Regions from separate parts of the Mus musculus genome. Here regions 1, 3 and 4 are each linked to region 2. The links are chromatin contacts, called in public Hi-C and promoter capture Hi-C maps. All regions are on one chromosome and are shown on one strand. The core of a region is the stretch at or near the end of the contact, and the rest is flanking DNA. Distances in the headings are between cores, read along the strand shown.

Region 1 (2,700 bases), core at 34-2,533, 1.1 Mb after region 2:
TAGTGAAGACATTTCTCAACTACATGAGGTCATGTTACTGAGTATGTAAGATCTATAATATGATTAAGTTGATGGGTAGGCTTCTAGTAAGATCTTTATTAAAATATTAAATAAGGACATGGTGGATGGTGCTCTGTCTACGATTTTGATCCATGACACAAATTGAAAGGAAACCTGATTTTTTAAGGGTGACATGGCAGAATGTCTGGATCCCTGGGTACAGCTTTAATGAGAAGAAATGCCTGTGAGTTTAGATCAGGATTCTGGAACCTGGAGTTTCTGTTACAAGAGGGCAGAGACCAGTCAGGTCTCTTAATGACAGGGTCCCTGTTCCTGTCCAGACCTGGAGTCACAAGAGGCTAAGATGCTGGCAAGGCTTTGACAAAGAAAGTCTAAGGATTGCAGGAGAACAGAAGGAAGAGACTCTGGTGTTATGGAAAACTGACCAAAGAAGAACCAAACACCACTCTGAGAGTTGGAGAATTCAGATTTATTAGGCTAGCCTACTCCACTGTGGAGAGACATAGTATTTATGGGTTTTTAGCTTTGGTCATCCAACTGCTACAGCACTGGTGTCTTTAAATTACTGCCTTAGTGAACATTTGCTGATGGTCTGTTTCAGAACAACCGAGGGGAAATTTCTACTTGAGTTAAAGTATGCTTACAGAACAAGTGGCAGTTGGGACTTTCGTTAGCAACACGGATCGTTGCTAACAGGTACAGTGGTTTCACCAGATACCTACAGGACCCATACTTATGACAGCACTTGGTCTTCATTTTCCCCCCTCTACATAATTCAACTTTCCCCTACTAGACCAACTCCAGAAATTCATATTTAAACTGTCATAGTGCAAGACAATATTGACTATTAAATATAATAGTTCAAGAATATTAGGGGGGAAATGAAGACATTCGATGCATAATATGGGCTTTTCTTCTTCTTTGGGCGCTGAGACGGAACACGTGGTTCCGTGAGCGAAGCTCCAGAGCAGTCCTCGCTCCTCCTGCGACTCTGCACCGGGGCTCGTGGGGAGTCGGTGCCCCCCACCCCCACCCCCATGCTGCAGGCTGGCAGCCGCGCCCTCTCATGGCCCTGAGGGTCCTCCGGGCTTTCCGCGCACACGCCGTCGGCTCAGCCCGCGACCACTCAAGCCCCAGCTCGGCTTCCCAGCGGCTCCCACATGTTCGAAAACCTTAGAAGCTGTCCGCCGCGTCACGGGCCGCCTCGAGTCTCCATTGGCTGGCGCGTATCACGTGCACCGAGCGGCTCCGGCTATTGGCTGTTGGGTCGGGCGCGCGCAAGGCCGCGGCGGCGACAGGGCGTCCTCGGCGGCCGGGCTGTGGAGTGGCCCGTGCGCGCGCCCGAGGGAGACGTTGTGTAGCGCGCCTGGCGGGGAGTCTCCCTGCTCAGAGGCGCGGCGGGAGGCCGGGCCTGCGGGCAGGCCAGCGCCGCGGAACCCGCCCGAGCAGCGCCCGGGGCCGGCCGGTCCTCTCCGCCCGCGCCTCCCGGCCCTAGACGTGAGACACCGACCCGTCGGCTCCAGGGCTCCGAAGCCGGAGAGCGAAGCGCGCCAAGAGGTTCGGAGTCCGCAGCCAGTTAGGCGCCCGCCGAGCGGTCCCCAGACGGTTGTCCTTACGCGGCGGGTTATCCAGGGAGGCGTTATTTGGAGGCGCATCCCTAGAGGCGGGGCGGGGGACCAGGGCCACCGGGCGCCCCTCTGTCTTGCTCAAGTGCTGCGACACTCGGATTTCTCGGGAGCAGTTGGAGGCTTGCTTGGGTGTTTTAGTTGAAATCTCTTGATTAGAAATATTGACAACTAGTTCTTCATTACAAATAAAGCAGACAAGACAGCCACAAGCAGGTATCAGGCTACCACTTTGGGATCCCTAATTCGGACCTCTTTCTGTCAGTAAACGAGTCACGTGACCTTGACCAAGTCACTTTTTCTCCTGACATGCATTCTCAACGTTGATAATGATGATGATGATGTCGATGTCCCTGCTCTGGGGTGTGTGTGTTTTCTTATATAATAAAGGGTTTGTGGCCTTTCAGAGGACCACACCATAGATACACCCTACCTGTGGTATTAAATTTTAATGGAAAAGAAAATTTAGTAAACAAAGGCCCAGGGAGGAGGGGGGTGGAGCTTGAGAAACAGTGCTTTAGGGAAATAGCTGATCAAATTATTCCAGCAAGGGTTGTCTATGCTAAAAACTGAACACAAGCTATCATTCATTGACTGCGAGCTGAAGGAGCCTGAGAAGCTGTTATCATGGCGGGCACTATTAACCTGTGTGAACATGTATATATCCACCTCCACCTCACCCTCCACCCCCACCCTGCACAGCATAAGCTTTCTTGAGTTTAACAACAAAGTGTCATTCCAGGTTGTTGTTTTGTTTTTGTCTTTCCCTCAGAAAGGAAGGCTTGGGTGATTTGCCACAATCAGAGCTGTTAGTGGAAAGAAATAAAATGTAAACACGCATGTATGACCTCAAACCACTCACTCATCACCATGTGGTTTCTTCCTGTTCAGTTGTAGCGAAACTTCTCGCTACCCAGGAATCCCACCTGTGGCTTTTTAAAAAGTGTGGATACCCAGGTCTTAGAGACAAACTGGGACCAGCATGAAATTTGCTTAAGACCTCATAGACGATTCCCATTTGGAAGTCCGTAGTCCGTCTTAGCAATAACTAATT
Region 2 (2,700 bases), core at 91-2,590:
CTGGGTGTCTCTTCAGAGGAACAAGTGACTAAGACATCATCATCATCAACAACAACAACAACAAAACACAAGCCAGTCAAACAGAAACGCCCCTCCACATCCACGGGGTACTGGATTCAGGATCTGTTGGAACACCCAAATACAAGGATGCTTAATTCTCTTATAAACATAGTATTAGCCTATAATTTACATGCATCTGCCGGTGTATTTTAACTAATCTTTACTTATCCTACCTAATACATTTAAATCCTAGATACACAATTGCTATACTATATTGCTTAGGAAATAATGACCAAGACATTACGTTTGTACACGTACAGTACATGTCACTACTACAGACCTAACCACATAGCATGAGCACTGGCTGGTTGAAAGCCCAGATGCAGAACTAGTAGTTAGAGAAGACCAACTCTATACTTTCTACCTATACACTGAGAAACAAAAGAGCAAGTCTCAGATACACTAGTTTGCATTCTGTGAGTTTCTCAATGATTTCGGCTTATTTCTCTAACACAGTAAAAAAGAGAACAAATTCATGAGGTTGAAAACGAAGTTATTCTCTCACATATTCATCACGCACACGTCCCAAGCCAAAATGACAACAACGACCCCCTCATCTTCTGTCCAGACAGGATAGATTTATATAAACCTTGGAGTATAATCTCTGCCCACCTTCAGTCCAAGCCTATAGGAGACCCGGATAAGTTATCTCTTCACACCTCCAAACCCCAATAGTTTGTTCTGTAGGGCCGCCAACAGTGAGCTTAAACTGCATTAGCAGATTCTGTGAGCCCAGGACAAGCGTGCAGCGCATAACCTACCTACCTTGGTACCGAGAGATAAGTACACGCGAATCCCAGCACAGTTGGGAGAAGCCCAGACTCCAGAAAGACTCCTAGGTTAGTTCTTTTAAAACACCTAACTTGGCAGTGACCTCAATCAGATTCCGATCTTCTCTCGGATACTATGTCACGCTGCATTCTCACAACTCCCTGCTCATAAGCCACCAAGGTCCCACTAAGTGAAGGGGGTACTTCTAAGGATCTCAGTCCTCCACCCAACGAGTCAGGCCAGAATCTGCGGGCAGCTCTGAGTTCTGCAATGTTACTCTCCCTCCACGAAAGCTCTCTGGAAATAGCTTTGTGCCCGCAGCTCACTCACAGTGAGAAGCAGCGTGCTCCTTTTTCACCGCCTCGTGCTGTCTGGAGGTTGTTACACGGGCGGGCCTCACTCTGCGGCCCAGAAGGACAAGAGGGTGCGGCTTACCTGGGAACCCGGAGAGCTCGCTCAGGTTGCAGCCTGCGACCACGTTCCGCGTCTGGAGGTGATGCAATACTGACAGTGCCAGGCTCAACCCCTCCGCGGCGCCCAATCAGCGTGTGCCATCCAACACCTACAAACAACACGTGTGGCGATTGGTCCGTGCATAACTGCAGAGCAGGATGGGAGCGTCCCTGCAAAGGAAGGAGAAGACGCTCCAGAGCCCTAACCCGGCAAGTCAGTGGCTACTCAATGTGGCAAAGTTTTTGCCTTCTAAGTCTTGGCCTATGAACGAGAGACACCCTTTCGTCCTGGGTCCATATGTCAGTACTCTCTCTCTCTCTCTTTTTTAAAAGGGTTTGTTTATTTGTACACAGTCTCCTGCCTGCATGTATTCGTTGTAAGCCAGAATGGTGAAAGCTTGGGGTTGAACTGGAGACCTCTGGAAGAGCAGCCAGTACTCCTAACCTCCGAGCCATCTCTCCAACCCCAGTATTCTTAAATATATGTCAATATATGTGAATATTATTAAATATATGTGAGTATATTTGAGATCTGGACATTTGACGCCATATAAAATTAGTTTAGACTCAGGGTCTCTTGTATCTCCTGCTGGCTCCGGAACTCCTAAGCAGCTAAGGAATGACCTTGAACTGCAGAACTTTCTGCCTCCACAATGGGAGTTACAGAAATGTTCCATCACGCCTGTTTTTATATGGTGCGGTGGATAAGCCGGCCATTTGTGCACCATAGCCACACACTGCCAACTGAGTTAGATTCCCAGCTGTGATGGCATCTAAAATTTATGCTACATATGAAACTTCTGACAAGTGACTCCCACAATTATTTTGGGAACAGTACATATTAACCTGGAGACTACTAACCATGTGGTAAATGGCAAGAGAAGGGAAGAGGGTCTGACAATAATCTGAACCCTTTATTGAATGTCATTGCAATGGTTCTTTTCATTTCAAAATTTTGCTTATGTATCATTACATATCTACTTAGTACCCTTCGGATCCGGCCTAGAACAAATGAGAACGTTGACACCAGTCTGTGAAAGTAAGTTTTGGCCTTGATAAATTGACAGCGTTAATTAGGTAAATAAGTGCCTATTTTATTAATGACAGAAAAACAAAAACAAAAAAACGGATTTGGCCTAAATGAAGTAGAAATCTCGGCGAGTTTTAGAACATTTTGATAACTGTTGAGTGTTTTATTCAACAGTTCTAGGCCCTATGGTGTCGAAAATTAGATGCAGTGTTTGCCTGTGCTTCTTGCTTTCTTAATTATGAGTATCCTTATTAACCAGAAATATTTGGAGTTTTTAAGCTTTGCATTCTTTAAATTGCCAATTGGTTCACCTCATGTTTATCCTCTGATCAGCGTGCAGAAATAGAACAAAGGTCCCTGCACAAAGTGAAAGAAACTTATGTACCC
Region 3 (2,700 bases), core at 156-2,655, 2.0 Mb before region 2:
ACGCACAACTTATATACTCCAAGTTTAGAAACTAAAACTATCTCACTTTGACAACTAAAGAAATGTATATAAACCCATATGCTAAACATTTCCATCCAAATAATTATTTGCCTAATTTAGAAAGACAGTACAATTACTTTCGGTCATTTTTGGATATTTCCAAACCAAGTTCTGAGTTACTATAACGACCAAATATTAAGCCAATTATCACATGGTTACCATTGTGAAGTTTGTAATTACTATGTAAAGACTGTTATGTATTTAAATTTTTTAGTAAGGGGGAAAAAAAAAACCCATGAGACTTCCCTACTTAAGAACATTCAAGTTTATAGCATTAGTGCATCGTCAAACAGCCTGGAAAAAGTTTTCTGGCTGTGAAGACTTCTACACTAGCGGACTGAGAGAATGGGGGGTGGGGCGGTGAAGCCACTCTTTTAAAAAGTGTCTCATCCCTCAAACAGCATTCTGGACACTAACCTAAAAGGGCAGCAAACAGAAAACAAGGTCACTATTTGCCCAAGGGAGGAACAGGTTTTACCCACCTGGAGTCCTTGACTGTGTCCCAGAATGCAACGCTCTAATCCCAACCCAGAAGAACCCAGCGACGGAAAGGCCTTTGAAACCACACCCCAAGTCATAAGGGATACAATAAAGTTAACTACAATCCTCCCTTACTTTCCACAATCCCATTTGCTAATTATATTAACGTAGGTACTACCTTCCTGCGCATCTCAGGATTTAAAACTCAAAACTTCCTCAAAAGCCCCAAACGTGGCCAATATGGACTAGCAGTTGAAGGTAACGTAGCCACCACCACCCCAATCCTTCCGAAGGCAATCTCGAGTTTTCAATTTGATCTTGAAGCCCTTTAACAACGCCCCGTGTTACAGCGTCTGGAGCCGTTACCCATCAGACACTCGATAATGCCCGTCGGGTGCGTTTCCGGGGACTTCCCCTCCCGGCCAGTCCGGGCCAGTGCGGTTTGCGGTCGTGAACTCCCAGACTAGGCGCTGCCCACCCATCTAACGACTCCCCATCTCCTGCGATCCCCGCAACACTACACAAAGCAAGGCTGCCCGGACGGACGGAGGCCTCTAAGGGGGTCCGAGTCCCGACCACCAGGTCTGACCTCCCAGCGCGGCCCTCCTCCGCAGGCGCTCCTCACCGGTACTCGTAGTGCTCATCGAAGTACTTGTCTGAGTAGTAGATCTGCTTGTGGGCCATCCTGCCGGCGCGCAGAGGAGTAAGCGGGATCAGGAAACCGGGCGCAAGGGGCTCTACGTCCGCCTAGGGCCGACGCAACGACTCGAATGAGGCCAACGACCGCAGGCCCAACGCTCTGGATTTGAATCCGACAGCCCTCCGCCGATTGGGCGAAGCCACCAACCAATCACGCTCCGCGCAGACCTCGAGGACAGGTAACCAATCAGAAGCCTGTTGCAAGATTGCGAGGGCGGGAGTAAGGATTGGCTAACGATTCAGCGAGGAGCGCCCGGCGACCCCAAGAGATATTGAGAAGGGCGGAGCCGAGTCGTTAAGTGCCTCGCAGCGCGTGCGCAGTGGTTTAGAACGTGCCTGGGGGCAGAACCGTTGGGTGGTGGGCGGACACGAGATGAGGTATCCGGGGCTCTGGGGGCCGGAGCGGCACGAGACGCCTGGGGGGCGGTCTCTGTGGTCAGGGAAGTCCAGCTGCGGAGCGTTCCAGAGGGTAAGGTGCCCTCCGCTGCCCCTGATGGCAACGCTAATTACGCTTGGCTGCGAGCTAGTCCCATCTTAAAAAGATGTGCTCATGTAAAAGGAAGTTGAAAGGGTGTTAAGTCGTGGTTTCGTGCAGCAAGTTACATATAACAACCATTTTCTACAATGAGCAGGTGTCATTTTTCTTTTAATATTTTTGCGATTTGTTGCAGTGGATGAATTGCTCTGGTGTGGCTGTTAGGATAACAAAGTAACCCACGGCAGCTGGGCGTACTGGCCCACACCTTTAATCCCTGTACTCCAATGCCAGGTCAACACCCCTCCCTCCTCCTTTTTTTTTTTTAGTTTGGTTTGGTTTTTGTTTTTTCGGAGACTGGCTTTTCCTGTGTAGCTCTGGCTGTCCTGGAACTCACTCTGTAAACCAGGCTGGCCTCGAACTCAGAAATCCATTTGCCTCTGCCTCCCAAATGCTGGGATTAAAGGCGTGCGCCACCACCGCCCGGCTGTTTTTTGTTTTGTTTTGTTTTGTTTTGTTTTTGAGACAGAGTTTCTCTGTGTAGCCCTGGCTATCCTGGAACTCGCTCTGTACACCAAGCTGGCCTCAAACTCAGCGATCCTCCTGCCCCTGCCTCCCCAGTGCTGGGATTAAAAGTGGATGCCCCATCACCGTCCAGCTTCAGCCTAATATCTTTAACAGATGGTAGGATAGCAAAGTGTGATCCTGTCTAAAATAATAAAAACGGAAGTCAGCATGTAACTACAATTTTATTTTTTTATAGAGTTGGGTAATCAGGTGCCTGCAATCTTTTAACGACAGGTTTCCCGACTTCACTTGGCCCTCAGTTAAAGAGAACACAAGATCGTCTGACTTCTTGCACAACTTTAAAGTTATTTTTAGCACTAAAATAATAAAGGTGCTAATTGCCTACCGATATTATCACGTGAGACAACAGGTGGGATTAAAATTTCAACATGTAAATAGGAGGATGTAAGCATACACTC
Region 4 (2,700 bases), core at 143-2,642, 1.1 Mb after region 2:
TTATAATATAAGCACTTTGCTGACGTGTACAGTGCCTTTTTCCCCTGGATGGATTGCAGATGAATGTTCATAGGGTTTTGTTGATGCTTGACTCTCTTGACTCTCTTTTTTAAACCGTGCAAACCTACTATCATTAAATAGTACCCCAACCCACCCACCAAAGAGCAGAGAGGTCTCCTAGTGCATGGAAAGTTCCAGTAAGAATGAAGAAATGCTTTTGCATTGATTTAAAAAAAAAGAATTCGTAAAGATTGCTTTGAAAAAGTTTTAGCACAAAAATTTCAATACATGGGAAAGAAAAAAAAAATAAAAGAGATAAAAGATACACCATAGGAGACCTAACTCCTTATGTGACAGATGGGTGAAGTGAGGTATGGAGTGGCCTTGGCGTCGAGCCCCGGAGCCCCCGAGAGGGAAGACTGAGTGAATCCAACATCTTGGGTACACGTGAAAACCGCCCCGAAAACTCTAGCACCTCCCGCCTCGCAGCCGGCAGAGCGGACGGAGGCCACGTGACACGACTTGTCCATCACCGCGGAGGGCGGGACTCAGAGGACGGTCCTCGCTATTCTCCCGGTCCTCCAGTAGGGAAAGAGGAGCCTGTCACGGTGGGCGGGCCAGACCCGCCTTCTCCGCGGCGGGGGCGGGCTCAGCCGTCACCCTCCAGTGGGGGTCCGGGTGAGCCCCGACCGGCTAAGGCGAGAGGGCGAGGCACACGTCCGTCAACAGCGTCCGCCAATAGGAATGCGCGCTGCCCGCAGCTCCCGCCCCCGCCTCGGATTCCCGGCGCGCGCGTAGCCTTCCCTCAGGCCGCCGAGGCGGCGCCCGCCCGCCCGCGCTTCCATCCGGGTTCTCGCGCGCTGCTCTCTCCCGGGCGCGGCGGTGGAGGGCCACGGTGGGGGGAAAGCCAGACCATTTCCCGTGGCGGCAGCGGGACGCCTTTATCCGCGAGCTTGAGGTGGGTACTGCGGGCGTGAAGGCGAGCGCGGGGACGTCGCCATTTTTCCCTCCTCCAGACTCAGCGGCGGCGGCAGCGGGCGACCAGGAGGGAAGACTTGGGGGCTGCCGCGCCGCACCCTGGGACCCGTGGGATGGCCTGGGCGCCTCGGGCAGGCGGGTGGCCCCGGGGCCGGTGGCCCACGGATGCCGTGGGCCTTGGGGCTCGGGCGGGGGAGGGGTGCCGCGTGGCCGCTGGCCTGCCCCAGCCCCCTCCGCTTCCCGCCCAGCTCCTCGGCGACCGGGCGGGGGAGGGGGGTCATTCTTCACATTCCTCACCTCGCCCCTCCCCCGCCGCTTCAATCAAACTTGCGGCGGACGGAAGTCCCGCCCTCTGGCTCGCGCCGGTTGGTCGGGGCTACCTCCCCGCTGTGGCGTGACTGGCTGCGGACGTAGCCGGGCCTCTATGACGTCACTTCCGCCGTCAGGTTTGTGGGCCGGGGAGACCTTGGCTTTGGTTGGGGGGGGTGGGATGGAGGAAGGTAGGAAGTGCGGGGGGCGGGGAGGGACGGGGCGGGGCGGGAAGGCGCTGGCAGGGAGGGAACGGAGAGCCAACGCTGGCTGCTTGCCCCTGCTCCGCTCGGCCAACTGCGGCCTGAGGGCCTGGAGCAGCTGCTGGGGCTGGAGGATCGCTGCGGCTGCCCGTCCTTGGCCAGGGGGAGGGGAGCGCGAGAGCGGGAGGAAACTGTATCCCAGGGGATGGGGTAGGAGATTTGCAGCTCGGTGGCACCGGAAACGAGACTGGCCTTTTGACTGGGGAGGCTGCAAACTCTTGGAAGCGGGTGGCCTCTCGGAGGCCGGCTAAGAAAACTTATCTCTCGGCGCGCTCTTTAGCGGAGGCAGGGTGGTAACCTTTATGCCCTTGGCCAGGACTGCCCTTCGGTGATCCCGCTTGTTAGTGCAGGGTCTGTGTCAGAAGTGATCGTCTGTGTTGTAGTTTTCAACTTTTTGTGTTAAAAGGATAATTATGAAAGGACAAGGGGGGGCGGAGAAAAACTTTAGAAACTTAGTTAAAATGGAAGACGATGACAGATTGCTTTTTTAACTGTTGAAAAATATTGGCAACCTGTTTTTGAAGTTTAAAACATTAGTGTTCTTGTTTTTGATTGCCTGATAATCTTGTGAAGAAAATTGAACAAGTAAACAATCTTTTTATAAGAAAAGTTAGTTTAGCCGGGCACGCCTTTAATCCCAGCACTTGGGAGGCAGAGGCAGGCGGATATCTGAGTTCTAGGCTAGCCTGGTCTACAAAGTGAGTATCAGGACAGCCAGGGCTACACAGAGAAACCCTGTCTCGAAAAAAGCCAAAAAAAGAAAAGTTAGTTTAATACAGATTTTTCAGCATTCTGGCCTTTCATTAGGTTCTGTCAGTTGAAGCAGTAATATTTGGGAAATTTGAAATTGTTAGTGTAACAAAAATACTAGTTGGAAATGTAAGAACTTTAATTAGAGAATAGAAATCTTCCAAATTAAGTCGGGTCTAAAAAGTGTTATCAAAATTGTGTAGATGGGGCGTGCATTTTACCCTATGGGTAATTTTATTGTAGAAATTGATAGTTTTGTAGACTTGAAGCAAGCTGTGCCCTCCCCCACTATAAATTGAAGTTGTGCTGATTTGAGACTTAGTAATTTTTCAAGCTGGAAAGGTAGAGGAATGCAAAACATGTGGCTATAAAGAAGGTGTTGGCACACAAGTTTAATCCC

The links. Promoter capture Hi-C pulls out the DNA fragments that hold promoters and counts their contacts. A called contact is a pair of places that touch in the nucleus more often than the background predicts. Capture Hi-C pulls out chosen DNA fragments and counts their contacts.
Region 1: a promoter capture Hi-C map of liver shows a contact between it and region 2, with 3 times the contacts expected there. The contact joins the promoter of Ptpdc1 here to the promoter of Iars in region 2. A contact is called at or near these places in 1 of 39 promoter capture datasets (pre-B cells) and 1 of 9 other capture datasets (liver).
Region 3: a promoter capture Hi-C map of liver shows a contact between it and region 2, with 3 times the contacts expected there. The contact joins the promoter of Cks2 here to the promoter of Iars in region 2. A contact is called at or near these places in 3 of 39 promoter capture datasets (cranial neural crest, hippocampal neurons and liver), 3 of 115 datasets of contacts at active chromatin or transcription factors (all in embryonic stem cells) and 1 of 9 other capture datasets (embryonic stem cells).
Region 4: a contact with region 2 is called in a Hi-C map of B cells, with 6 read pairs. The contact joins the enhancer-like site here to the promoter of Iars in region 2. A contact is called at or near these places in 1 of 39 promoter capture datasets (pre-B cells), 1 of 484 Hi-C or Micro-C datasets (B cells) and 1 of 9 other capture datasets (adipose tissue).

Annotation. Positions count from the first base shown.
Region 1 is chr13:48,624,255-48,626,954 of GRCm38.p6, reverse strand. It overlaps Ptpdc1 (protein tyrosine phosphatase domain containing 1), which reads left to right and starts at 1,283. Exons shown (of 10, transcript NM_207232.2): 1 at 1,283-1,578.
Region 2 is chr13:49,680,770-49,683,469 of GRCm38.p6, reverse strand. Iars (isoleucine-tRNA synthetase) reads right to left here and starts at 1,340. Exons shown (of 34, transcript NM_172015.3): 1 at 1,267-1,340.
Region 3 is chr13:51,643,937-51,646,636 of GRCm38.p6, reverse strand. It overlaps Cks2 (CDC28 protein kinase regulatory subunit 2), which reads right to left and starts at 1,405. Exons shown (of 3, transcript NM_025415.3): 1 at 1,166-1,405. The coding sequence starts at 1,224.
Region 4 is chr13:48,544,608-48,547,307 of GRCm38.p6, reverse strand. No RefSeq gene overlaps it. Among named protein-coding and RNA genes, the nearest start is that of Mirlet7a-1, 7.7 kb to the right of the region's middle. Within about 2 kb of position 1,392, at least 414 of the 459 cell types and tissues checked have an H3K27ac peak or open chromatin away from gene starts, as enhancers often do. A contact at or near this core is called in B cells, adipose tissue and pre-B cells, where this site is marked.